2 separate regions of the Anas platyrhynchos genome follow, and region 1 is linked to region 2. Evidence: chromatin contacts called from public Hi-C data. All regions are on one chromosome and are shown on one strand. Each heading gives the region's core, a stretch centred on a gene start, on an enhancer-like site or on the middle of the called end of the contact. The rest is flanking DNA. Distances are from core to core; before and after follow the strand shown.

Region 1 (7,212 bases), core at 3,351-5,850, 36 kb before region 2:
CTGGAGCGCTCCCTTAAATAATATACAGCTCTAAAAGTGAGATAAGACTATCTCTAGTTCTGGCTTTGTTGTGTGTCCTGGGTTATTCTAAACCACTTTCTGTAAGGGACATCCATCATTACAGACTCGGCTTTACCTTCATCCCATATAGACATATGAGAGACAGTGACTGCAAAGAATGCCAGAACTGGAGATAGTCTGATGTCATTTTAATGATTGTAAATTATTTAAAGAAGAATACCACAGCCACAGTCCCAGTCATTTGAAAGCATTTGCTAAAATGTCTGAAAGGTCTTGAGTGACATTCTCTAGTACACATATGCACTGAAAATAAGGCTAATGACTCTCATTTGAGAGGGAAGAAGTACACAGGGCAGGAGAGCAATTGTTCAAGTCTGCACCGCAGAACTCACAAAAAAGAAGGGAACGACTTCACTCAGGAACAATTCCATCAATTTTTCCTACATTCAAGTACCATTAATAAGATCAATGTTATTTAAAGTAATAAAGCACTGAGTCTACCTAGAACCTAACTTTTACCCATTCCAATCAACATGCTAACTTCAGCTGACATCACCGATATCTAACATTGGATTTGCTGGGGTCCAGGGGGCAGAGCCATTCCAGAAGCTGCCAGAACTGCTTTGCTACAGCTAAAAATGAAGCAAGAAGGGAAGAATTATGAGGACAGTAACAACTGTTGTGATAGATCTGGATATGAAGCTGCCCTGGCAGCTGTGACCCTAGACTGAGCTTAGCGGTGGGCAGTGGGAGCTCCCTAACCCAGAGGGTAAGAAGGTAGAGGAGCACTACAAAGAGCACCAAGCTGACCTCTTGCCTCAGGAGCTGAAATGGTTTAGGCTGTGATCTTTTCAGCTGCCTTCTCCAAAAGGAAATTTTAAAGACAGTGCATAACTGAAAAGACACTGGCAATGTCAAGAAATGCTTTCTACACAGTATTACAAACTCCTTCACCACAGATTACGGCATGAGCCTTCTCGGCTGTACAGGCATTATCTCATCTCTTTAAAAGATGAGTAGATTCAGTCACGGAGAGGTCATGTCCAAAGTCAGATAGAGAGCTGGGAATTAGGACCCATCAAACCACACTACAGCAATGTAAGATACAGCATCCATTGACTTCGGTGGGAAGCCCAGAGTAAAGAAAAAGATGACCTTCTATCATGTGAGGAGTTTCCCACATATGTGCTCAGGCTCCACATATGTTGGCTTCAGGTCCCCAAACCATGGCAAATGGCAGGCTTCCTGCACTGCTGCCTCGGTTGTGTTCCTCATTTCAGGCCATTGTTCCAGACAGTATCTTTTGTTTGGGCCTTGGCAGGCAGTAAGACAGAGAATGCTAATGAATGTCTTCGCTCCGAGCACAATATGACAGAGGCATCTCATTTTCATTTTCTTTCCTGCGAGTCTTGAGTTTTAAACTTGAGCTATGCGACGGAAATGAAATTCCCTTTAAAATGATGGGCTCTCCCCTTTGTACAGATAGTCGAAAGACACTAGATAAGCCACTTCCCGGGCAAACCCGCACAGCCTCAAATGTTAGAGAGCAATACAGACATGCAATTTATTTTTACAGAGTGGAAACTCTTGGATTTTTATTGGTAAAAATAGAAAAATCCCCTTCTACAATTTAGACCTCAAGTACCAGTCATACTTAGGGCTTTGATACAGGTGATTGTGTTGCTTCAGATTTGGTAGGAGAAGACGGCATCATCATAACAACGCTGCTGGCTTCAGTTTGTTTCACCTGAATTTTTACCTCAAGGATCACAGGTGATTTCCTGAGTTTTGGAGAGGTTCTCAGCAGCTGCTGACAGCAGAACCCTCAGCAATCCTGCTTATTCCCAATCTGCAAAGTAAGAGCCTCTTTTATGTACATATACATTTCATCTGGCATTGTAGAGAAGTCAGTTTATCCTGGATCAATCATAGTTGCCCAGTGTCAGCTGAATCCCTAGTTTACTAAAAAACTCTGAGGAAATGCAACCAAGAGCTTGATGCCTAATTAAATCATCTCCCCCAAATTTCTGGCCCTCTGCTGGCTGAGATTTTCAGAAACTGCAAAGAGTGGATTTGACTTGCAGCAGGCAGCCTTGAGCATCCGCAGCCACCACCGCCTCCCAGGGAGCTCCTGACTGTTTGACAGCTTGGAAAATCTTGAAATTATTAAGTTGCTATTTAAACTAAGAGCAAGGACCTAATTTTAGGTACCTGTATCTGAAACCTTTGTGCACTCATTGTCATCATTTCAAAATTGTGCACACCAGGGTCAGAACAGGACTTCCGTGATCCTAACTTAATACATCAGCTCATATAGTCTTGACCATCTACTTTTGGTCCCTTTTCTTAGTGAAATTTTCTGTGCCCACCCCTTCCCCGAGTCTTAAAATAAAATACTTGTCTCAGTGATTTGCGTATAGGTAGTTTGTGCGTATGCTCATACACATATGTTTGCACATGCGCGTATCCAAATCAAAGTATGTAAAAAGCTTTACTGTGTCTTAATACATACAGTATATCTTCAGTGGAAGTTTTCACAGAAAGGTGTATGTGTGTCTGTATGTGTGTGTATGAGAGAGAAAGAAAGAGCAAGAGAGACAGACGGAGAGAGAGTGCACCAGGAATTATCTATGCATAAAGAAATTAAAAGAGAATATTTTTCCAGAGCAATTGAAGCCCATCTCCTGAACAATGACGACAGCTCCTCATTTTCGACAACAATAGAGGGCACGTAGGAGTCAGCTCATTAGAATATCTGTGGCTCTTTTCTGTTCTCTCTGCATTAAGCCCCCATAATGTCAGTTGTCACTTATTAATGACAATTAACTAGTAATCAGCAGTGAGACTCTTCGAGGTGGTCCTTGCCTGACAGGTGAAGAAAGAGAACATTGCGTAGTGCCATGCAGTGACATGGAACCTTCAAAGGGAGCACAGCATTTCCATAAATTATTTCAGAAAGAAATTTTCTTTTAGACATTCTCTTTAAAGCATTAGGATCTTTAACCCTAGAAGGACTATACGGTTGCAGCTGTCCTCCCTCCCCCCCTCCCGTTATCACTAGTATTGGATAAAATTGGAAGGCAGCCTGATCTGTCATGTAACCCAATTCCCATCTGGGGCTGGAACAGCTATCAACCCACTCTGCTGAAACTATAAATACCTTCCCTTGATACTCAACCTTAAGTGCTCACTTAAAATGATGCCCAGATATCAATAGAGAAGTTGCCAGCCGAGAGCAGCCAGGTGGATGGCCAGTAGACACTGCGACACATCTATTAAAACATCTTTAAAAATTAAAAGGCTTGCAGGCACTCAAGTTATGTACATGGATAGCCTGTGAAACTGCACCACCTTCTCCCCTGTTTCTGATTGCTTTTACACCCTCTTGTTATGTCTTGTCTTAATTTAGAAGGTAACTTCTGTTACTATGTGTTTTTACAGCAATCAGCATGCTCAGGGCCCTGGACCATGATTGCTATTGCAATGCAAATTTGATGTAGTTATTTCTCTTAGGAATAGTTTTGGGGGGGAGAGGGAGAGAGAGAAGGAGAACAACACAACAGCAGACCATTACATTTCCCCCAAAGCTTTCCTCTTTGCTTCTCTCCCTGTCTTATGCAATGCCAGGTAAAGAGCACTCATCATCACACATCATTCAAACGCTTTGCTCAGGCTTCCCTTCTTATCTTTCCTCACCCCAACCCTCCAGCTTTTAACAGGCAATTGTGTAAAGCCTTCACATTGAACACTTCAGCTGTCCCGTGCAAAACCTTTTTTCCTTCCTGAAACAAATTCAGGCTCATTCCACAATTTTTGCAAGAGGTCAGTAAAGTTCCCAAACATTACTCATGTGCTCATGTCTCCCAGCACAGAGCCCCTTTCAGCTTCACCTAGCCAGGTCATCTTTTGTTTCCTAATAGGCAAAGGCTCCCGGCCTTTCCATTTTCACCCCTCTCAGGATTAGCTTTCAAAATCTTTGTTGTCTGCTCTTGCTAATAGCAATTATTCTACTATCACTTATTTGTCCCATCTTTTCCTTATTCTCACAGTGAATCTCCAGTTCTTTGTGTGTGTGAGCTGCTTTCCCCTTTTGATGACTGCTGATCATTAGACTCTCTTCTCCATCATCCCTCAGTCCTATTTCTTATTTGCACTTCTCCAGTTTCCAAGTTGTCAAACCACACTTAAATATGTGAAATGTGGCACTCACCAGCCCACAAAACCCGGGTAGACAATCCCCATGTGATGTTAAGTTTAGACCTGCTGCCTTTCCTAGAGCAAAGCTATCTAATTTTTTGTTTTATTCCACCAAAAAAAAAAAAAAAAAAAAAAAAAAGTGGTGATGAGAAACACTAAAGACAGTTAATGCTAAATCATAGAATCATTAAAGTTGGAAGAGACCTCCAAGATCACATAGCACTTTGGAGGCAGCTAAGAATACAGTTCATATAAACATCAAGACACACATGACTGGGGAAAAAAAAAAAAAAAAAAGTGCTATGTAATGCACCCTTGAAACACATTTTATCATCATGCTGAACATTTAGATATGACTATTTATAATTATTAATACAGTGTGCCCATTGCAAATATGCTGAGCGTGTTTGACCTTGGACTGTGAAATAATGTACTGATTTTGGGCAGTGTCTGAGGCTGCAGTGATTTTTGGTGACAGTATTTGCACATTAGTAAGCTTAGAGCTTGTTTACATCGAGTCTTTTACAGTTTCCTTGCCACAGCAGCCCTGGACAGTTCTTCTTATTACAGAATAAAAGTGGCTTCTTCCAGTTTGGCTTAAATTGTTTCCAAAGTAATTCAGTCTAAACTGGAAAAAAAGTCAGAATGAAAATGCCTAGGGAGTGACTTATACCAATGAGACAAAACACCAATGAATCCCACATCCTACGTACAGCTGGTCTAGTTTTTCCCCTGGAACACAGTATGAGCAGAAGTGATCTATGCAACTTTTTTACCTTTATGAGCACTAAGCAAGGAGCCAAAAATCCTGAAGCCAAAGGACGGAGTTTTCAAGAGCCATGTATTGTGTGGCAGGGCTCAGCTGGTTCAGCTGGTCATCTGGAAACATAAAACTTTTTACCCTTTTATTAAGATTGAATTTGCAGCTCTCCAGATCCTTTCCCTCCCAGTCCAGCTCTAACTCTTTGCAGAAGGAGGGTGACTTGCAGGGCCGCTCTGCTGGATCTCCTCGCTATGTTGGAGGCTGAGGGAGAGCGGGGGGAAGAGGATGTTCTTGACACTGAGCCTGTAGCAGTGCTTCCATGACAACAAATAAGATGTTACACGTTGGCACTGTGCAGCAATAAACTAAAGCAAACCAAGACTTGAAGAAGAAGGTTAGTTTTTGCAGAACATTGCTATTCAGAAATGCTCAGATTAAACTACCATGCTCTCTTTGTATGTCCAAATACACAGTGTAAAACTGAGGAGAGAGGGAAAAGGAAGAGGAGCTGAAAATATTTTTCACTAGTGGGGTTTCACTTCCAGAGGAAGTCTTCAGGATTTTACAGCAATGGTCTTCACTGGCTGCAGAATGATGGAAAATGGTGTGTGACCCAATCTGTCTTTCTGGATCTGAGGACTATGTCCATTTCCAAGACGTAGTGATGTATCCTGCCATTCAAAAATACTAACACTTATGATTTCAAGTAATTCAGCTGGAGTGATATTTGACCTCAGTACTATGCAGTCTTGGGCATCCATGCTCCTCTTGAAAGGAGTGGCAAGGGGTGAAGAGATTGTGAGCACGGCCATGTACAGTATGAAAAAATTAAACTGAAGTTCCAGCTGGCAGGTTAACATGTTTTGCTAGACTGATTTAACACACACTAGTCCACTAGTGAACTTATCTGAGAGAAACTGCTTTCACTTAGCTATTGGATCTTCCATCCCAGATTATGTTGGACTGAACTTAACTGCTTGTTTTGTGTTGATTATAAACTTTCTGGGGAGTAAGAACCCGCACCTGAGAGCATGCTCTAGTCATTTGACCTCTACCTGCTGGTCGAGAGCTTTGGGCACTATTTCTTACCATATGATTTTTAGCATGCTGCTTTCTGGATTCCACCCTTATACATGTCATCTTTTGGTTTTGAACTGTGAGAACAATCCCACCTTTGTGCTTCTCAGACAAGCTCAAATACAAACTTCAGTCTGTACACACTAGGCAGAAGGCCAGTCAAGTTGCCATACATGCCACGACAGATGATTTCCAACTGCATGGTCTTGAAGATTGGCTTATATTTGCTTAATAGGTCCCATCATCCCTTAAGGTTTCATCATGTAGGCTGTTCTTAGCACATGAATTAGCTCTGGGCTACTTCTGCAGATGGGCTGCAGGCAACCAGACTCAACCCTCCTTACCATAGTGACCATGTGGCATTTAGCTGCAGGTGTCCTGCATCTACAAACCTGATCCGGAATCTGTCAGGCTTTTATCTCCTTCTTCAGCCAATGGTGACACCACAACTCTGGACAGACATACAGTCACTATATTAAATTTCTTTAGAACTATGTTGTACTGATTGTCAAGACATTATGTCTTGAACAATTTAGTTACGAAAATGCTTTTTTGAGAACAATAATTTTAACAGTTAATCCTAAAACAAACAAACAAAAAAAAAATTAAGAAGTTTAACCAGAAGTAAGAAACACTGAAAAATAAAAACAAAACAAATAAAAAACACAAGATGGACCATAGCTAATCAAAATTAAACTTCATTTTTTACAAGGAAAGAAGAAAGAAAAAAAGAAGAAAGAAAAGAGGCAACAACTACAGTAATTAGGATAAAAACTCGCTAGACATATTTTGACCATGCTGACCCTTGACTCAGCAGGTCACTAGACAGGACTGAAGAGAGGAATGCAAAAAAAGTGATCTTCACAGTAGAGTAACTGGAGCTCCTCGTTCACAGTGGGAAGGCTTTTATAATCATCATCTATTCCAACACTGGTTGTCTGAAAATGAGTAACTCCATTAGCCATGTATCAGTGTCTGCAGTTCTGATCTCTTGGTGCTAAACTATTCTAAAAACAGTGTTGCTATACACTAGTGAAAAAATTACAGCTAATGAAGACGCTGGATAAAGAAGTACGTTTCATAAAAGAACCTAACCTTAGGTAACCTGTATCATCTAAATAGACTGGTAAAATATTCTCCTTTTTCAAAACACA
Region 2 (6,431 bases), core at 3,590-6,089:
CTCTGTATACTTGATAGCAGCCTTCAGAAGTTCACCTGCCAGTATTAAATCCTTGGTTTGGGTGAGAGAAGTAAAAATTTGCTAGCATTCCAAGCTATTTTACTGTAGCAGCAGCTACAGCAGCAAATCAAATTGTTCTTTCAATTAAACCAGTTCAGTGCCTTAGAGAAGAAAGATCTAGCCTTCCTCTTCTCCAAAAAAAACTGCAGTTTATGCCAGGTCTGAAGTTTTTACTACAACTGAGAGGAAAAGGCTCAGATGTTCTTATTCTAGTGGTCAATAATCCACATCACATACGCACACACCAAAAAAAAAAAAAAAAAAGCATGTCAAGCCATTTGCATGTAACTGACAGCCTTTGCTAGAAGCCTGTGACATTCAAGTAGGCTAGGTGCCAAGGTCTTCAAGGGGACCATCACTAGGTTTGAACCTTGCTTTTGTCAGCAGCATGCACCAACAGATTTGCTAGAAACCTTTGTTTCATCGAAAATACATTGAAACATATCAGAGAGCAGGATCAAAAAATATGTTATGATGATGTCCCAGATTTAAGCAGGCCAGAGAAAACACTTCAAGATGTACTAAACATCCTGATTGAAAGGAGTCAGGCAAGTAAAATGGGAGCCTAATAGCAGCTGAGAGCAGGGCCTGATAACAGCAAGGAAAGGAAAGCTCATTCATAGAAACAAGTATCATCGTGACTGCTCTGAAGCAAAACACTGCAATGCAAGTTTATCTGGTTGGAATGAACAACAAAATGCCTTACTTTTCTGCATTCCCCAGATAAAGACATCTATCCAAATACACAGCAACTGCCCCACATATGTGCACAGTTTGTTTGCATGTGGAACGTGGAACGACAGCAATAGTTTACCTTGCTCTGTTTTCTTTTTCTTGTTTGTTTTTTAAAACAGTTCTCATTCACTGGAATGAGCAGTGAGTTAACCAAGATGACATCTGCTAACAGAATGTGTAATTGTCACTGTACCACAAAGGGGACTAAGAGACCTGTGCGGCAGGATCCCTTTAAATGAGATGGCCATGGCTACACAAGGATGGAAACCAAATGACCCCTCGTGGGTAATCTATCCAGGTTAGGGAGGAGGTCACTGCAGGGGCACTACCGAAAGGCATGCACTCTGCACGGGAAAGCAAAAGCATGTCCAAAAACTGAATTTCACAGGCATTAACTTCAGAGACTGTAAACTCCTTCCCTGTTGCTTTTTAAAAGAAAACTTCTAAACATCGTAACACCCAGCCAACGCCTTAGTTTGAAACAAAACATAAAATCCTCTGCCTTTCCCGTAAACACTTCATACTGCCATCATAGCAGGAGACATGAGACAGCTTCAAATTGACTTTTATATTGACTTTACGACAAACCACCTTTTCTGCATCTGTGCGAACATGTGGCCTTATGTTCAGAACAGAAAGGTACCACCACCTGCCCTGAGACTACCTTAATGAGGATCAGAGTAACACTGGATGAGTGTATGATGGCCAGGCTCTCTAAGAAGGAAACCCTCCCCTCAATGCCCACTCATTTTCATGGAAGCTGAGGTCACTCAGTACTTCACAGGATCAGGCCTTATGCTGGCATTAAATTGTTATTTTAAACTGGATCACTAACAGGAGAACTATTACAGCTCTTAAACAGAGACTCTTCCTTTTTTTCTTTCTCCAAACTTGTTTGGTAGATAAAAATTTAGGTGTGCCATCTCACCTGCTTTACCTACACAATACTTTTACTGGCCAATTTTAATGTTTCTGAAAGCATAAACATCCTGTTTCCCAACACTAATACATTTTCTGCCATCTTCCTCTCCTTCACCATTTTCTCGATCCTTTCAGTTGTACACACAAACACATGCAGACTCCCCCACGCCAAAGGCAGAGGAGTAAATCCAGCTTCTCTTCACTGATTATGGGATTGGTTTTAATTTGTGCAATAGTCCTTTTGATAACAATGCCTAGTTAAAACTTCCATTAAAAGTCTGTATCAGTCATTTAATGGAGGAAGAATCTAATAGGGTTCCATTGGAACTCCTCCATTAACTTTTAACAGAATTCTTTCTTATAGTCGGTGTTGTAAAACAGGGATATTTCACAAATTTAAGACCAGGCTCATTCTCCATGGGGTGACAGTTAGGTCATTGCTTCCCAATCTTTTTTTGGGTAACTACATCAGTTCACCATTTGAGCTGCAACAATCAGTCTCTTCACAACTTATTAATTGCAGTTTGCACTCATTCGCTCTCACTGAACTTCAAATCCCAAAGTGCCCTGAAAGTCCCAGTTGTATGGCTGATCATAATGTATATAATAAAAAGCACAGCCACCAGTTTCAAAAATACATATATATATATATATAAATTTACCAACCATAAACGACAAGACCTACCACAGTAATTATGTATCTGTCCAACCTTTGTTCAAGAACCTGAACTGCCATGGTGATGAACTGGTTTCTAAAGAGATCTTGGCAGATCTGTCTACAAACCACGCTGCATCTGTACTGGCACACAGATCAGTTGCTAGAGAATGGCTGCATAGGTAATATTCTTCCACACTGAAGTTTACTGGGAAAAGAGTACACAACAAAACTGAGGCCAGCTTCCTGTAGTCATTAGCCACTCTACACATTCATAAGATTGCCATATTGGCACTTATCTAATGTTCTTTGGTAAATAAATCTCAAAATCCTTCATACAGGAAGGTAACTACTGCTAACTTCGTTTTACAAGTGCAAAAACTAAGGCCCAAGGAAGAGAGGAAAAGAGCCCAGGTCTTCTAACTCCCATCCTTCGAGACAGATTTTGAAGTCACCAGGCACCAGCAGTGTTCCTTCAGGAACAAGCTTAAAATCAGGGAGTATTTAGGTTCTTGGTCAAACTCTGAATGGTGGAAGTAAAATTTAGCATGACAGATCTCCAACCACGCGAGCATGAGGTACAGGTGCATGTGGGAAATTAAAAAGGATTTACTTGGGAGATTCTAGCCCGACTAAGTGAATCGCTGTAGTGGAACAGGTCATTGCTGGCTGAACTGCCATTGCTGGCTTCAAATCCCTCCACCCACAGAAAGCAGGGGGAAATATTGTCGAGATTATCCTCCTGTCACACTTCCAGAATTAAGAATTTCATTAATCACTGAGGAGTTCAAAGATCCTGTAAATCTGATTCTGTTCGCACTTTAACCAGCTTGACACTGATGCAGCTATGAATCCATTGGCTGCAAATGAGGAACCCCAAATTGCATATGCATAACTAAGAGGAATCAAGTTTGTAAATGTTATGATTTCCTTAGGCTCAACTGGCAATCTCCGCAAAGTTGAGATGGAGTGTTGAAAATCGACCTGGCGCATTTAGCAGAGCCTCGTTGGAAGAAAATAGGAACGAAAGCAATTCTTTTTTCATTCTACCCTGCACAAGCGTAAAAATAATCAAAATGCAATAAAATGTCCCTAAGATACATGTGGTTGTATACACACCTTTCTCAAGATGTAGAATCAGTCAGCTTTTGGCCTTGTGCTTCACAATACACTGAACTAAGCAGATGTTTTACTACCACTCTGCAGGATTTTACTCACAAGTTTGTTTATACATAAATACACACACACACATGCACACACTCAAAAGCTTTTCTTGGGCTAGATAATATGCCCCAGAAGCGCAGACAAAAAAATGGAAAAAGATAAAAGAACAGTGCTCTCTTTCTTCACAACTTTTTTATTATCTGGAAAAAAAGACAGTAAGGAAAAGTTCTGGGAGTACAGGTTTTTTGTTTCATCCAGTTGTACATCATGTTCCGCTCCAATAAAGAAAATGGAATTACACAAAGGAAAGGCCAATGAAAAAACAGGAGGGTTTTTAAACAAGAAGAAAAGGGGTCTCACAAAAAAAAAACAGTATGAAGAAAGAACCATTTTTTATATGTGTGAAACCACCTAAGCTTCACCTAAACTTTTGGGCAACCTCTTCCAGCTGTCTCCAGCACAACTACTGGGAAACGTAACCAAGAGCTAAGTAGAATAGTAGACAGTGTTTTCTCACATAGGAAACTTGTCACAGGAATATATCACAGGAAAAACTTAAGGAAATCTTAATTTAGCCATTCAGTCTTAAATTACATCAGGATTAGGCTATGAATGCTCTCCAACCCATTTTCTACCATGCACTTACGCTTGTATCTACCCTACCCTTCCACAGCTCAGCACCCATTACTGTATCCTTGTACTTTTACATTATGATTGTACATCTCAGCATTCCACTTGCTGTTTGCCTTAAAAAAAAAAAAAAAAAAAAAAGACTTTGAGACTATTTTCTTTAGGAAGCAGGGAAACTTGAGAACAGATGAACAGATTTATCCCCAGTGTTTTAGCATGCCAGACAAAGATGAAGGCCGATAGAATGAACTGCTAGTGCTTTAGATTCATCTTTGGTACCAAGAGATATCTAAAGTACTTCATGGTTCCCATGTCATGCAAAGACTACAGAGCTGCAAGTTTCTAAAGGATATGTATCACTTCAGAACATTTCACTCACTGTACACCTGTACATATAGAATTTACACTGGTGTTCAATCACAAAGTACTTCCAAGGAACTGGATTTAGTTCGTGAAAAGAGGAGTAGCTGAAGCTCAGCTCATTTCTAAGAACAAATTGAGCTGCATCTGCTGCAGTCTGCCAGTGAACATGGATTCAAGTGATGATGCTGGGACTTTGCACAGAAGCAGCTGAGGAATGGAGATACATTCTGTTTGCTGATAGGAGTGGTAATCCCTGCTGCTGTGGGAGCGGTAACCTTCAGCAGAAGGGCAGAAGCAAAACAATGGTGATAGTGAGAAATTTTCACAGTTATGTTTGCTACATCTTTGGTGTCAGCAAACTTTCCATAGCACTGACAGCACCATAAACTCACAGGGCTTTGGCAAGATGCATATAAAACACAAGCACACACCAATCAATCAAAGGCATGGAAAGATGGAAATGGGCAAGGTGGCACTGTGCTGAGGAAGAGAATTACAGCAACTATACATTTAGCTGATTTTTTCCTAAAACTGCTACAAATAGTATTCCCCAATCTAGAAACCATCTCTAGAAGAAGAAATCAGAACCTTTTAAAGTACAAAGCATTGAAGGGATGCTCCTGGTTCAGTCTTATTGAGAAGTAATGCTTTATTCCTACGTGCTCTTTCCAGAAAGAAAATACAGTGCAAAGGGACCAACCTGGAAAGATGTATCTTAGCAAAAGCTAAGTTGGGAGTGCAGCATGTAAGGTAGGGCTTCTCTTGTGTAGGCTGAGCGGGTAACATGGGCAGTTCAGCTCAGGAAGGTAACTGTGCTTCCTAAGGATCTGCTAGAAATTGGGAACTTTCAGAAAGCAAATGCTGATGATTATATAAGGAGAAAGAATTAAGAAAAACTGATGATAAAAAATTATCTCTGTCCCAGACAGATAATGGGGTAACTGGCCAGTTTATCTGATCATCCAACAAAGTTTTTACTCCGTCTACTTAACAGATCCCTCATGAAACAAATTAAAAGTTCAAATGAAGAAGTATTCTTCAAGCATGATGTCACTTAGTAAAATACAATGTAGCTCGTATGCTACATACTGCCTGTAATGGAATCCATACAAGGGATAATCTTTATAAGAAAGGATACACCCTACGAAGTTTGCTACAAGACTTTACTTTTATAGTGTCTGTCCTTCCCTTTTACTCCATGTTAGCCCTTCATCATGATCCTTAACTTTGGGGGCAGAGTCTGTGCTCAAAGTTTCTGAACAGTGACTAACTGAACAGTCTCTGATCTTGATTCAGAGCCTCTAGACAAAATGTTTGTTTCTCTAATCGAAAATAACGACAGTAATTTTACAAGTATATAAATGTAATTTATAAACAAAGCCAAAGACTGTTTAAAAATCTAGCTAACGAGAAAATCCAGGATTTAAATGTTCATGTTGTCTGCAAGCTTTAATTCAAGTAAACTGTTCAAAACCACCAAGAGGCGGCCTCACAGTGCTCTGTGACCTCCTAAGGAGGGGAAGCGCAGAGGAGGCGCCGGTCTCTGCCCTGGGATCTGAGGGCAGGATGCAGGGGAAAGGCTCAGAGCTGTGCCAGGGGAGGGTCAGGCTGGGCATCGGGAGTGTGCCTGTGCCCTGAGGGTGCTCAGGCACTGCAACAGGCTTCCGAGCCAGCTGGTGGGTGCCCCGTGTCCAGCACTGTTTAAGAGGTGTCTGGATAATGCCCTCAGTCATACACTTTAACTTTTGGTTAGCCCTGAAGCGGTCAGCCAGTTGGCCTTGATGGTCTTTGTAGGTCCCTTCCAACTGGACTAGTCTGCTCTAGTCTAGTTTAGTCTAATTTTCAAAATTTGTTTAGGTTTCTCTCTTTTCTTCCTGTTAGAAATGCATCAATAAAGGAAACA

The links. Hi-C and Micro-C count contacts between places; a contact is called where the count stands out from the background.
Region 1: a Hi-C map of F5 follicle shows a contact between it and region 2, with 2.6 times the contacts expected there. The contact joins two enhancer-like sites. A contact is called at or near these places in 2 of 8 Hi-C or Micro-C datasets (F5 follicle and small yellow follicle).

Annotation. Positions count from the first base shown.
Region 1 is chr2:61,390,784-61,397,995 of IASCAAS_PekinDuck_T2T, reverse strand. No RefSeq gene overlaps it. Among named protein-coding and RNA genes, the nearest start is that of TSHZ1, 62 kb to the right of the region's middle. Within about 2 kb of position 4,600, at least 4 of the 8 cell types and tissues checked have an H3K27ac peak or open chromatin away from gene starts, as enhancers often do. A contact at or near this core is called in F5 follicle and small yellow follicle, where this site is marked.
Region 2 is chr2:61,355,464-61,361,894 of IASCAAS_PekinDuck_T2T, reverse strand. All of the region lies in intron 1 of TSHZ1 (teashirt zinc finger homeobox 1), which reads right to left. Among named protein-coding and RNA genes, the nearest start is that of TSHZ1, 27 kb to the right of the region's middle. Within about 2 kb of position 4,839, at least 4 of the 8 cell types and tissues checked have an H3K27ac peak or open chromatin away from gene starts, as enhancers often do. A contact at or near this core is called in F5 follicle and small yellow follicle, where this site is marked.